2 separate regions of the Sus scrofa genome follow, and region 1 is linked to region 2. A link is a contact called in public HiChIP or PLAC-seq data. All regions are on one chromosome and are shown on one strand. Each heading gives the region's core, a stretch centred on a gene start, on an enhancer-like site or on the middle of the called end of the contact. The rest is flanking DNA. Distances are from core to core; before and after follow the strand shown.

Region 1 (5,621 bases), core at 581-3,080, 1.1 Mb before region 2:
CTACCACAATTTCTACTACCACCAATGGGCTGAAGACACCTGGAACTATTAAACTCCATATTGATAAATCCAGCTGCAACCAAACATGACATATCGCAAACTCAATATTTATAAACCTGGACCCTTCCTCTCCAATCCCACACCTCCCAAAAACCTGCCCTTTTTCTTGCCCTCCCTATCCTAGTTTTTGTTTTGCTTTTTAAGAGCGCTCAGGGCATATGGAAGTTCCCAGGCTAGGGGTTGAATAGGAGCTACAGCTGCTGACCTAGACCACAGCCACAACAACCCATATCTGAGCCCCATCTGCACAAACACCACAGCTCACAGCTCACGGCAACGCAGGATCCCTAACCCACTGAGCAAGACCAGGGATGGAACCCGAGTCCTCATGCATACTAGCAGGTTCCTTACCACTGAGCCACGATGGGAACTCCTCCCTATCCTAGTTTTAACAACAAATCCAATCTTAGATTGAAATCATTCTTTTTCTTTTATGGGGGGGCAGCTGCTGCATATGGAAGTTCCCGAGCCGGGGATCAAATCCGAGCTGCAGCTGTGTCAACGCTGGATCTTAAACCCACTGCAGCACGGCGGGGATTCCAGATTGAAATCATTCTTAATCATCCTCCCCCTTGAGCAAGTTACAGAGTTCCATAGGGAAAAAAAAGGCTGTAACAACAATGAAGCAGGAGCATTCCTTAGGCCTCACCTGGGGCCTTACTATCCCAGTTTTCCAACTGCAAAACTCATCAACTCTTCCCACATTACTCTGAGGATAAGGAATGAATATCATGGTATCTATGACTTAGCTTCCAGAGAATAGCCACCCCTTATCTAGTAACAGCCACCTGACCTAGTCACTTAACACACCTCATTTAATCTAAACTACAGATGACCTAGGGGAAATTGAGTTCACAATAAATTAAATGACTTAGTCAGGGTCATAAAATTAAATCAGCTAAGCCAGGATCTAAGCCCAGATTAAGAGGGTGGGACTTTACAGTCCCTCATCTCTGACCTACACGCCGGAAACTGATACTCCAATTGGCAAAATCTGAGTGAAACTGCAATACTTTTCAGACCACTCGAATAAGAGCAACTGTCAACCATTTTACAGTAGGCGAAAACGTCAGCTCTCTGCACGTAACTGCACAGGCTCACCCAAATATTTGAATTAGCTAAATATCCTAATTTTGATCATAAAACCGCTCCCGTCCCAATGGCTTCCGTCGGTGCCATCATCCCAGCTCTCAAATCTGGTGTTTGAATGAGGCTGTCTTTTGGGCCGTGGCAGTAGTATGACAATGAGGCACTGAGGAGACTGGAAGTTGGACCTCCCTAAAAAGGATGGGGCCAAACTTCGGACTAGGACGGGTCATATTCTGTGCCCCGCAGACCCCATGAGACACCCCACGATCCACAACCAACAACCCGGGGGTCACCTTGACCCCTACTAAGTACCAGGCCCAGCTTCACACCCGGCCAGCGTAGCCGGGGGAGCACCTGCGGAACTCGGCACCTCCACGGCCGCGGCAAGGGGGTGAGAAGAGGCGCGGGGCGAACTAAACGAACAGCAGGCAGAAGCCTCGCCTGGCTCCAGAGCCAAGACTACCAGGAGCAGAAACTCGGGCCGTCCCTTCTCCCCTTCTCGCCACCCGTACCTGAGGGCTATACGCGTCGGAAGCCCATGCTCCCGTCAACTTCTGCGTAAAGCCACTAAACTTGTAATACATGATGCCCAGTGTCCGACTTCCCGCAGCCGCTGCCTGCGCGACCGCCCTAGAAAAGGACCCCGCCTTCCCCGCTGTCGCCCCAAGGCTCGACTAAAGGACCCTGCGCCAAGAGCCGGGGTGCCCAGAGATCGCCTAATTTAAAACATGCCCTCTTAAGCCACTTAAGGGAACGAGAAGCCAGGTTCTCAGGGACAGAGAAGGCAAAAGCGACTCTAGAAGAGCGCGGAAAGAAGCCGTTGCGCGGTGTATAGGAAATATGAAAGTTCCTCTTCCGCACCCACGTTCAGATTCAGGCAGTACCAAGACGCCTTAAGAATTGCGCAAGCGCCCCACGGATCAAGCCGTAGGCTTAGGGGCTTGCTGCAGTCGAGGGAGCGGCCTCGGGGCGGGGCCTTGGTGGGCGGGCCCTTGGTGGGCGGGGCCTAGAGCTGGGCTAGGTTGGGTGAATACTCTTACTTCCTGCGGGGAGGGAGCCTGTGCTCAGTTTGAGGGTTTCTCCTCCTTTACCAACTTAACTGTTCCCCTTCCTAGGTCGCCTCTTGAAGCGGGTTGGCTAGGCCTCTCTGGCAATCTAGGAATGGGGGGAGCAAATAAAATAAAAATAAAATTTGGAAACACTTGCTGCAAGCTGTTTAGTTCTAAGGGCTGTTAGGGGTTTCACCCCAATAATATATAAAGATAGCCTCCTAGGCTTTGTGTAGAGGAAATACATCGTGACCTATGAACCTGAGGCACAGGGACATAAATTTTGCACAGTTCTCAAAACTGATTTTTAGTCTTATCTAAGTTTTTTGGGAATCATAAAAATCATCCTTTTCCTGGCTTCTGCCCTTCCAGATAAATGAGGTGGGGAGTGTAGGGAAGGTGGATTAGCTGGAAAAACCTGAACCTTGAGCCTGAAAGATCAGGACTACCAGTTTCAGTTTTGGTAATATCCACTTAAGTTTTATTTAAAACTGTTTTTAGACCCTCCAGTCTGTACAAGGCACTGTGTAAAAGGTGTATGTATACTAGTTTCCTCCCTCCAGGAATGGAGCAAAGCTTTTCTTGAATTTATCATCTAACCAGAGGTCTTCACAAGCATATTACAGGTGCATGCATAGTGCATTTATGAAAGCATGTGGCAAACCGATGGGTGATACTAATCTGTATATAGCATTTTCCACAAATAAACATTCAATCTTTATAACCATCATATGAGATAGGTGCTGTTATCTCCATCTTACTGTACAGGAAAATGAGGCCCAGAAAAGCTAAGTAACTTGAAAAGGTCAGATATTAGTGGCAGAGGCAGTCATCAGGCTCAAGGGTCTGCACTCTTAATTAAGCACTACATAATAGATAAGTAGATATAAATCCACTCTGAGGACGATGAAGACTGAGTATTCCAGAGCAAGGGTATACACCAACATCCCAGCTTTGACAGGTATAAGCCCAAGAGCCCTAAGGGTTCAGCACTGAGAAGACTCTGAAAAGATTTTATATTTGATCATTTTATTCATATGATCAACCAATCCAAAGTCACTACTTTTACAAAGCAGCATTGCAACATAATAGAAAGAATGTGTGATTTGGTTTTGAGTTGCAATTTCTTTAAGGCTGAGTGATTTACAGCTAGTCATTTACATTTTTCTGAGCCTCGATTCGTCTTCTGTCAGGCAGGAATCATCATCATATCTTCCCTCACTAGTGTTATGAGAATCAACAGTTCAGTAGGTTATAAAGCTTACACACATGGTATGTTGCTGATCTTACCTTCCAGTCATTTCGCTTTTCCATGAGTCTTGGCTATACGTAAGAATCCTGGTTAGCTTTTCTTGATTACTCTAAATTTAATTAATTAAGTGCTGGAATCATTCCCACCAAGAAAGGAGAATGAGCTTATGTTGTGTAGAAAAAGGTCCTTCACAGAGTTTAGATTGAAAAGAGAAATTAAATGATTTAGGACAGCTCCCTATCTCTACCCCCACTGTTTTCTAGACATATTTTGGAAGAAAAAATTAGAGAACATTCCCTAACTTTCAGCAGAACTAAGGTGTAACAGCTTCTTGAAGTATAAAGGTGCCTGTCAACACTGGTTATTTTCTTAAAGTTCCTGCCATCTGATTTTAGATCCTGCAAGACATAAATTAAGAATCCTGAAAATGTTACAACAGCCGGGCTGTTCAGTGGGAGATGAAATGTCAGTAGCAGAGTGTGGGTTGGGATGTCACATGGAGTGGCTGATCATAGGAAGATTTTGTCTCATTTCCCAAATAAAACGCAGCACACTCTGACAGCACTAAAGCACCCTATTCTCATTCTTATTTGCATAATCCCACCCAACATCAAAGCATAATCTTTCTTTATATCATGAAGAAAGATGTCCCTTCAGATTGTTCCCTAGATCCTATCTTGAGGAGAAGTGACCACAATTCATAGTGCAGAGAGGCTTGTCAATCACCAAGTGATTTGAGTGAGTGCAAATGCCAGTCTGGCTCCCACGGAGTCAAAATGCTGCTGCCTCTCCGTTTGTGAGGGCTGTGTGCTAATGGCCTCTGGCAGGTCGCTGTGTGAAAGCCCTCAGCAATGGATGGAAAACCAATATAAATTTTAAATTGGTTGTACTGAATGTAGATAGGAATGCCTCCATGAGAAATAGTTCTTAATTTTTTTTTTTAAATTCTCCAATTTTCTCAGAACTGACTTTTAAAAATTCGATGCTGGAGTTTCCGTCGTGGCACAGTGGTTAACGAATCCGACTAGGAACCATGAGGTTGCGGGTTCGGTCCCTGCCCTTGCTCAGTGGGTTAACGATGCGGCGTTGCCGTGAGCTGTGGTGTAGGTTGCAGACGCGGCTCGGATCCCGAGTTGCTGTGGCTCTGGCGCAGGCCGGTGGCTACAGCTCCGATTCGACCCCTAGCCCGGGAACCTCCCCATATGCCGCAGGAGCGGCCCAAAGAAATAGCAAAAAGACAAAAAAAAAAAAAAAAAAAATTCAATGCTCACTGGGTCTGGCAGAGTTAACATGCATAAATCCTACGGTTGCTGAGGTCACTGGAAGCCCCTCTTTCTGATTCCTTCAATCCTTCCTGTCTTCAGAAGTGTTCATATATCACCTGGCTTTGGCATCGCCAGTTGAGAGCAGAAATATGAGTGATGAGCATTTGTTCCAGGCTGATTTACCATGGGGAGGGCATCTCCCAGATAAGGAAGGCCCTGCTTTCCCCTACTTAACTGTTTCTTGGCTGCCAAATCTGCAAACCAGAGAAATTTTCCAGCCTGGAGAAGCACATTTGTGTACATAGATTTTACCCATTCAAAGGTAGCTTCCCTGGTGGAAAACAGGCTATAATAATGTCGTGTTATACTGTAGTGTTAGCTTTTTTTCAGAGCTGCAGTTGGAGCCTATGCCGCAGCCACAGCCACACCAGATCCAAGCCATAGCTGTGACCGGCTCCACAGCTTTCGGCAACGCTGGATCCATAATCCACTGAGCGAGGCCAGGGATCAAACCCGCATCCCCACGCACACTATGTTGGGTTCTTAACCTGCTGAGCCATAACAGGAACTCCATGTTAACTTTTTTATTGTGGCTGCGTCTACCCTCTCTTTGGTTAAAAACAAAAAAAGAAAGACAATAGAGGGAAAACATTTTCCTAGCATTTAAAACTGCTAGTGATATCCCTAAAGAAAACATCCTCAGTAAAAGACTGGAAACCAACATGGAGAGCGACATGCACTTTATGATTCTCAGAACGATGACACCATTCATGCAATTATTCAGTAATTTTCGTGTGGCAGAATTAGATATCTCAGCTGTCATCCCTTAAGTCTTTTGTATCAAATAAAGCTCTATCTGGTGTGGAAATTTTAAGTTTGTCTTTGAAACCCGAAATCTAGATTATA
Region 2 (6,421 bases), core at 618-3,117:
CTTCTATCCTGCTTCCGAAGAGCCCATTCTTTCCACAGTCCTCAAAGCAATTTTTTTTTCAAATCTAATTACCCTCTTGTTTAAAACTTTCCAAGGGCTCCCATTTACACTTAGCACAAAATCCAAATTTGAGACTTTGACCTTCAAGGTCCTAAATAATCTGGCCCTGCCTTCCTCTGAAGTTTCATGTCAATTCAATCTTCTCTCCCCAACTGAAGGGACCTGGCACTTCCTGATACCTCTGCCTGTTATGCCTCTGCAAGGCTGACTCTTCATCATTCAGGTCTCTCCTCAAATATTACCTCCTCCGAGAAGCCTTCCATGACCAGTCTATCCTAAAATGACACCACTCCTACTCATACAGACCATTTCTAACTCTATTTTCCTCACAGCACTTTCTACTACCTGAAGTTACAATAACTTCTTTATTTGTATATTATCTGTCTCTCACAGTAACAAACTCCATGAAGACAGCAACTTCAATCTGTTTTGTCCATGTTTTAATTCTCAATTACCAAAACACTACCTGGCACATACTAGGTGCTTAATACATTTTTGCTTTTTTTTTTTTTTTTTTTTGGGCTTTTTTTAGGGCCGCACCCACGGCATACGGAGGTTCCCAGGCTAGGGGTCCAGTCGGAGCTGTTGCTGCCGGCCTATGCCACAGCCACAGCAACGCCACTTCTGAGCCATGTCTGCGACCCGCACCACAGCCCACGGCAACTTGGGATCCTTAACCCACTGAGCGAGGCGAGGGATGGAACCTGCAACCTCATGGCTCCTAGTCAGACTCGCCTCCACTGCGCCACGACGGGAACTCTGATTAATATACACTTTATGAATAAACACGAGTTAATTGACAAACATTTGTCAATGATGTTCTAAAAGGAATGTATGCCCTTAATAGCAGAAAAGTGGACTACCTGTCATCTTAAAGTAAATTCTATATCCAAGTGACAAGTTAGCCCTGACACTGAAGAACCTATAGTCCCTTTACAGAGTAAAAAATCGATACAGCAATGAAGTGTGAAAACTCACTTAACAGAAAATGATAATAATAGACATAGCTAGAAAGTCACTGGCAAAGTTAGAATTTGAAAAGTGACAAGATTAGGTCAAGGCGATTATCACTGGGATCACTTCCTAGGTAAGTCACCAATATACAAAGTTTAGAAGAAATAAAGATGGAAACCTGGAGAAACTTCACTGGTAAATGGTGAGCAAATTTGCAGTATGATTTAAACTTGGAGCCCTCAAGACTGCACAAGAAGAAGTTTGATGCTTATGCGTGCTCAACGAATGCCAAAACGTTTGTCCTCCCAATAGCGGAAAATCTGGTGCCCACCCTAAGGCATTGCTTAGGAGGCCAGAAGATGTACTGCAAATTATACTCCTTCTGGGTCCCAATAGCTACTTCCCTTCTGATTGCTGTTTCACTCCCATCTACATCTTTCCCGCTGACTCCGACAAACATTCCCTGGGCAACTTCCCAACCACGAGGAGTCCGGAGAATGACAGGTGGAAAAAAAAAGGCGGCGGGGGGGAGTAAACTGCTATCTCCATGGAGACCGAAACGACCGGAAATCAGTTTCACTGCCGCCAAGTCTCGCGTAACTACAGGACGGGAATTGGTGTGAATCGCGTGGTGGCCTAGGCAGAGCAACCGAGCCGAGCCGTAGAGAGTCGCGCGCTACTGCGAGTCTGGCCGACAGACGGCTGGGAGCCAAACCTCGTGCCCGTGAGCGTCTGGGAAGAGTCGTGGTCAGGATGAGTCCCGGAAGCTCGTCTACTTCTACGGTGTCTCCTTGGATCACAGCGTGGTCTGTAGTCGGCTACAGGGTAGGGGCGATGGGAGGGGAGCAAGAAGACCTGGAAACGGAATCATCGCGAGAATTGAGTTAATATGTTCCTCCAATCAGCAGTACGGGGAGGGGGTGATGTCATCTGGGAGCTGATGGTGATGAGTTTGGTCAGACTCTGCTTTGAATCGTACGATCGGTACCTCACCTCCCGCGCGGGGACGAGCCCTACCGGCCTCCTTGCCCAAGAGGCGGCTGAGACTGTGCCCTCCACGCCCTTCAGTGCCTGGGAAACATCAGTGCTTCAACTTGGACGTTCTCCTCTTCTCCTACGCAGCTTCCTTAGCGCAGAGAAGGGGCGAAAACTGCTTCTGGGCTGCTGGAACCAGAAGCGTAACGACTTTAGAACTTGTGAGATGGGGTAGGAAATGGGGCAGACAGCCATCCGAAGCCACAGTGAGAATTTTGACCTGGATGGGAAGTACTGAAGTGAACTAACGTATGCCACGGTGCATGTCTTTATTCAGCGACCAGTCAATGAATGCTGTTGTCGGAGCATTACCAGGCGCTATCCTTGAAAGTTTTCCTATTTAGGATACGTATTTTACGCTGATAATCAAATTATGGGTGGTTCGACCCTTTAAAAAGACGTAAAATAAGTGGGTGCCAGCCTCTACGCTAGCAGCTGGGACAGAGGTAGGATCAGAAAAAAGATAGGGAGACTCTGTTCAAGTTCAATTTATTTGGGAAATACTAAGAAACATTCCAGTTCTCCTAAACCTTTAGTCAGATTGGTAATTTTAAGTTTTTAATCATTACTTTTCTCAATTTTATCTCATTTTCGTTCTTTTATCTTTATATATAGCTTTATTACATGTATTGCTAAACATATCTTAGTTTGATTTTGAGCTTTATTTATGGAATCATTTGTTTGATTTCTCTAGGGTTTTGCTTCTTTTGGCATTGCTTTTGACATCCACGGAAAAGCAGGTCCAGGTAGTTCTTTCACTCACTGTTGTATAGTATTCCCTTGTTTAATGGATCACATTTATTCATTCTACTCCTCTGGAGCTTTGAATTGTTTCCAGCTTTGGCTCTGCCAGTCCTGCTGTGAACTCTCTTGTACATATCAGCTGATGAGTGCGTGTAGAATTTTATCTACAGCAATTTTTTTCAAATATTTAATAGTAAGAAATTGATTGTACCTTTAGCCACACATATATATCTGAAACAAAAATTTCTTGAAATATTCGTTATTTTTTTACAGGAGTTAAGCACTCTGATTTTTTTCTTTATTCTTTTTTGAAGTTGTGATAGAGATATAACAGCCATTGTTTAAAAAAAAAAAAAAAAGAAGAAGAAGAAAAAACAACAGGTCCAAGGTGGAGCACTAGACCCCAGGACAGCACACCAAGACTTATTCGCAGTTTCACCCTCTCTCAAGAACAGAATTCCCGGAATTTCTCGATCTGCACGAGCGAGGTAACCTTACCTGAAACAATCCTTTCTTTTTCTTTACTCATATAAACTCCTTTCTCCGCCCTCATTTCTATGAAACCTTTCCATTTTGTACCACTGAACGGGTGCCTTTCTAATTCCGGGATGGGATGCGGCCTGATTCATGAAACATTGAATAAAGCCAACTTCAAGTTAACTTGGTGGAATTTTGTTTTTTAACACCATTTTTAAGTGTTTAACTTGACTTAATATATGTTTCACTGAAATAACTCCCCAACAATCAATGGATTCCAACCCATTTTTAGATTTTGGCCAGACCATTTTCAAGTAAGGGGCCAACATTGTGGCTCTTCACCCCACACAATAAGAGTATGAGCTAGGAGGCAGATGAACACAGTAAACATGTATGTGAAAAGGCAGTCCGTGCCATGGTAAAAATAGCAGGACTCAAAGATAAGAATGTGTGGGTAGAGATTTGTTGCCATTTTAAATAGGGTGGTCAGGAGTTCCTGTCGTGGTGCAGTGGTTAACGAATTCGACTAGGAACCATGAGGTTGCGGGTTCGGTCCCTGCCCTTGCTCAGTGGGTTAACGATCCGGCGTTGCCGTGAGCTGTGGTGTAGGTTGCAGACGCGGCTCGGATCCTGCGTTGCTGTGGCTCTGGCGTAGGCCGGCGATTACAGCTCCAATTAGATTCCCTAGCCTGGGAACCTCCATATGCCTCGGGAGCGGCCCAAGAAATAGCAAGAACAACAACAACAACAACAAAAAGACAAAAGACAAATAAATAAATAAATAAATAAATAAATAGGGTGGTCAGAGTAGAGATTTGCAAGAGCTGTGGCCACCTTGAGGAAAACATTCCATGTGGAGGGAACAGCCAGAGCAGAGGTGTTAGGGCAGGAACTTGGTGTTGAAGAACAGCAAGGAAGCCCGTGTGGCTGGAGCCACGTGAGCAGATTTGTAAGTTAAAGGGAATGAGATGAGGAAGTTTCATTTATGTGAAGCCTTACAAAGACTTTTACTCTAAGTAAAATGGGGAGTCATTTTGAGCAGGAAAGTGATAGGATTAATTTATATTTCATAAGAGTCACTGGAACTTCTTTGTTGAGATTAGACTAGTGAAAGCCACAAGACCAGTGAGTGAGGAGGCTATTGCTATAAGCTAAGCAGGCAGGATGTGGTGGCTCAGACCAGGATGGGTAGCAGTGGAAAGTCTGAAGAGTGGACAGATTCTGGATGTGACTTGGAAGTAAACCAACAGGATTTTCCGAAGGATAGGATATGGAGTCTGAGGAAGAGAAGAGTCAAAGATGATTCCAGGAGTTCTCGTCATGGCTTAGCGGAAACGAATACAACTAGGAACCATGAGGTTACAGGTTCAATCCCCGGCCTTGCTCAGTGGGTTAAGGATCCAGCATTGCCTCGAGCTGTGGTATAGATTGCAGACGTGGTTTGGATCTGGCATTGCTGTGGCTCCGGCGTAGGCCGGCAGCTACAGCTACAATTAGACCCCTAGCCTGGGAACCTCTATATGCCACAAATGTGGCCCTAAAAAGACAAAAAAAAAAAAAAAAAAAAAAAAAAATTCCAGAATTGCTGGCCTGAGCAACTAGAAGGATAAAGTTGGCATTCATAGAATGATTGGGGCAAAAATTTGCTTGGAGTGTATTTGAATGGGTTTGAAAGAGACTGAGAGGAAAGGAATTGACAATGACAAGATCAAGCAGAGACAACTGTAGTACTTTCAGTAGACAGGGGCAAATAAATGGAGAGTTAACTCCCAGGGGAAATAGAGACAAGAGAAAGTTAAGGTTTTAAACTAAAATAGTAACATATTTGGAAAAGAGCATTTTGTTTTTATAGTCACCTGGTACTACCAACTTAAGACCATTTTAAATTCTCTGCTTGAGGTTTTTCAGAATGCAGCATGAATTGGGGCCATGAATCTTTTTGTTAGTAGCTAAATATTTGTAAAAGTGTATTCCAAAGGAATTTTTAAAGAACCAGTAATCCTTAATACATAAAAGTATAAAAGAAAACACTTAAATGACATCTTTTTTTTTTTTGGTCTTTTTAGTCCTACACCCACAGCATATGGAGGTTACCAGGCTAGGGGTCGAATAGGAGCTGTAGCTGCCAACCTACGCCACGGCCACAGCATCGTGGGATCCAAGCCACATCTTCAACCTGCACCACAGCTCTTGGCAACTCCAGATCCTTAACCCACTGAGCAAGGCCAGGGATCGAACCCACAACCTCATGGTTACTAGTCGAATTTGTTAACCACTGAGCCATGACAAGAACTCCCTTAAATGACATCTTATTGTAAAAGTGGCCTACATAAAATATAAAAAGTAATCACTATATCCATATGTTGTTCAGAGTAATTTAAATGTGTGTCTGTTAAAGCAGTATTTTCCCCTCAATTAGAGAAGGTAATATTTCTTATAGTTATTTAGTGACACATTTTTAATTCTTTTACATTCAAAAGGGCATTTGAATAATTAAAATTTGATCTTTTAAAGCCACAAAAAGGGATTTAATTGCCTACTCATGTAATATTTGTTCATAAACCTTATACCAATCAAAGCTATCTCCTATAGGTATGGTTGTCCATAACTGAAAAGCATAATGAAGTCTGTCAGTCTCATAGTCACCCTTACATCCTGAAAAAGCACACTTTATGGTAATCTGCCAGCAGCACGTTATGATTTACATAATTAAGGAATCCCTCATAATAAGCCCTGTTTAAATAGTTTGGTGTCTAAAATGAAATCCAAAAGCATATACTAGAGCTCTGAATATGAACATTTTATTGTTTGGGAGTATAAGATGGTATTTTATTCTTTGTTGATATAAAATGTCATTAGTATAAGTCTGTACCTAAGTCATTGAAAGAAAGCATAATACTTCTATTATTTATCTATTGATGCATGATAAATGATTCCAAAATTTAATGGCTAAGACACTATAAATGTTTATTATCTTACAGTTTCTGTAGGTCAGAAATTTAACAGCCACTTGGCTCTGTGCATCTGGCCAGAGATCTCCTGAGGTTGCAGTCATCAAAGGCTTAGCTAGGGCTGGAGGATCTGTTTCCAAGATCCTTAGTTTGAAATTCTAAGATGAACTCAGCGGTGCTTGAAGTTGACAGAAGGCTTC

What was found. HiChIP or PLAC-seq counts read pairs in DNA pulled down with a chosen protein or histone mark.
Region 1: a contact with region 2 is called in an H3K27ac HiChIP or PLAC-seq map of alveolar macrophages. The contact joins the promoter of LOC100516606 here to the promoter of THADA in region 2. A contact is called at or near these places in 1 of 5 promoter capture datasets (liver) and 1 of 2 datasets of contacts at active chromatin or transcription factors (alveolar macrophages).

The regions. Positions count from the first base shown.
Region 1 is chr3:97,947,324-97,952,944 of Sscrofa11.1, reverse strand. LOC100516606 (cytochrome c oxidase subunit 7A-related protein, mitochondrial) reads right to left here and starts at 1,830. Exons shown (of 4, transcript XM_021087580.1): 1 at 1,662-1,830. The coding sequence starts at 1,733.
Region 2 is chr3:96,867,624-96,874,044 of Sscrofa11.1, reverse strand. THADA (thyroid adenoma-associated protein) reads right to left here and starts at 1,867. Exons shown (of 40, transcript XM_021088406.1): 1 at 1,730-1,867.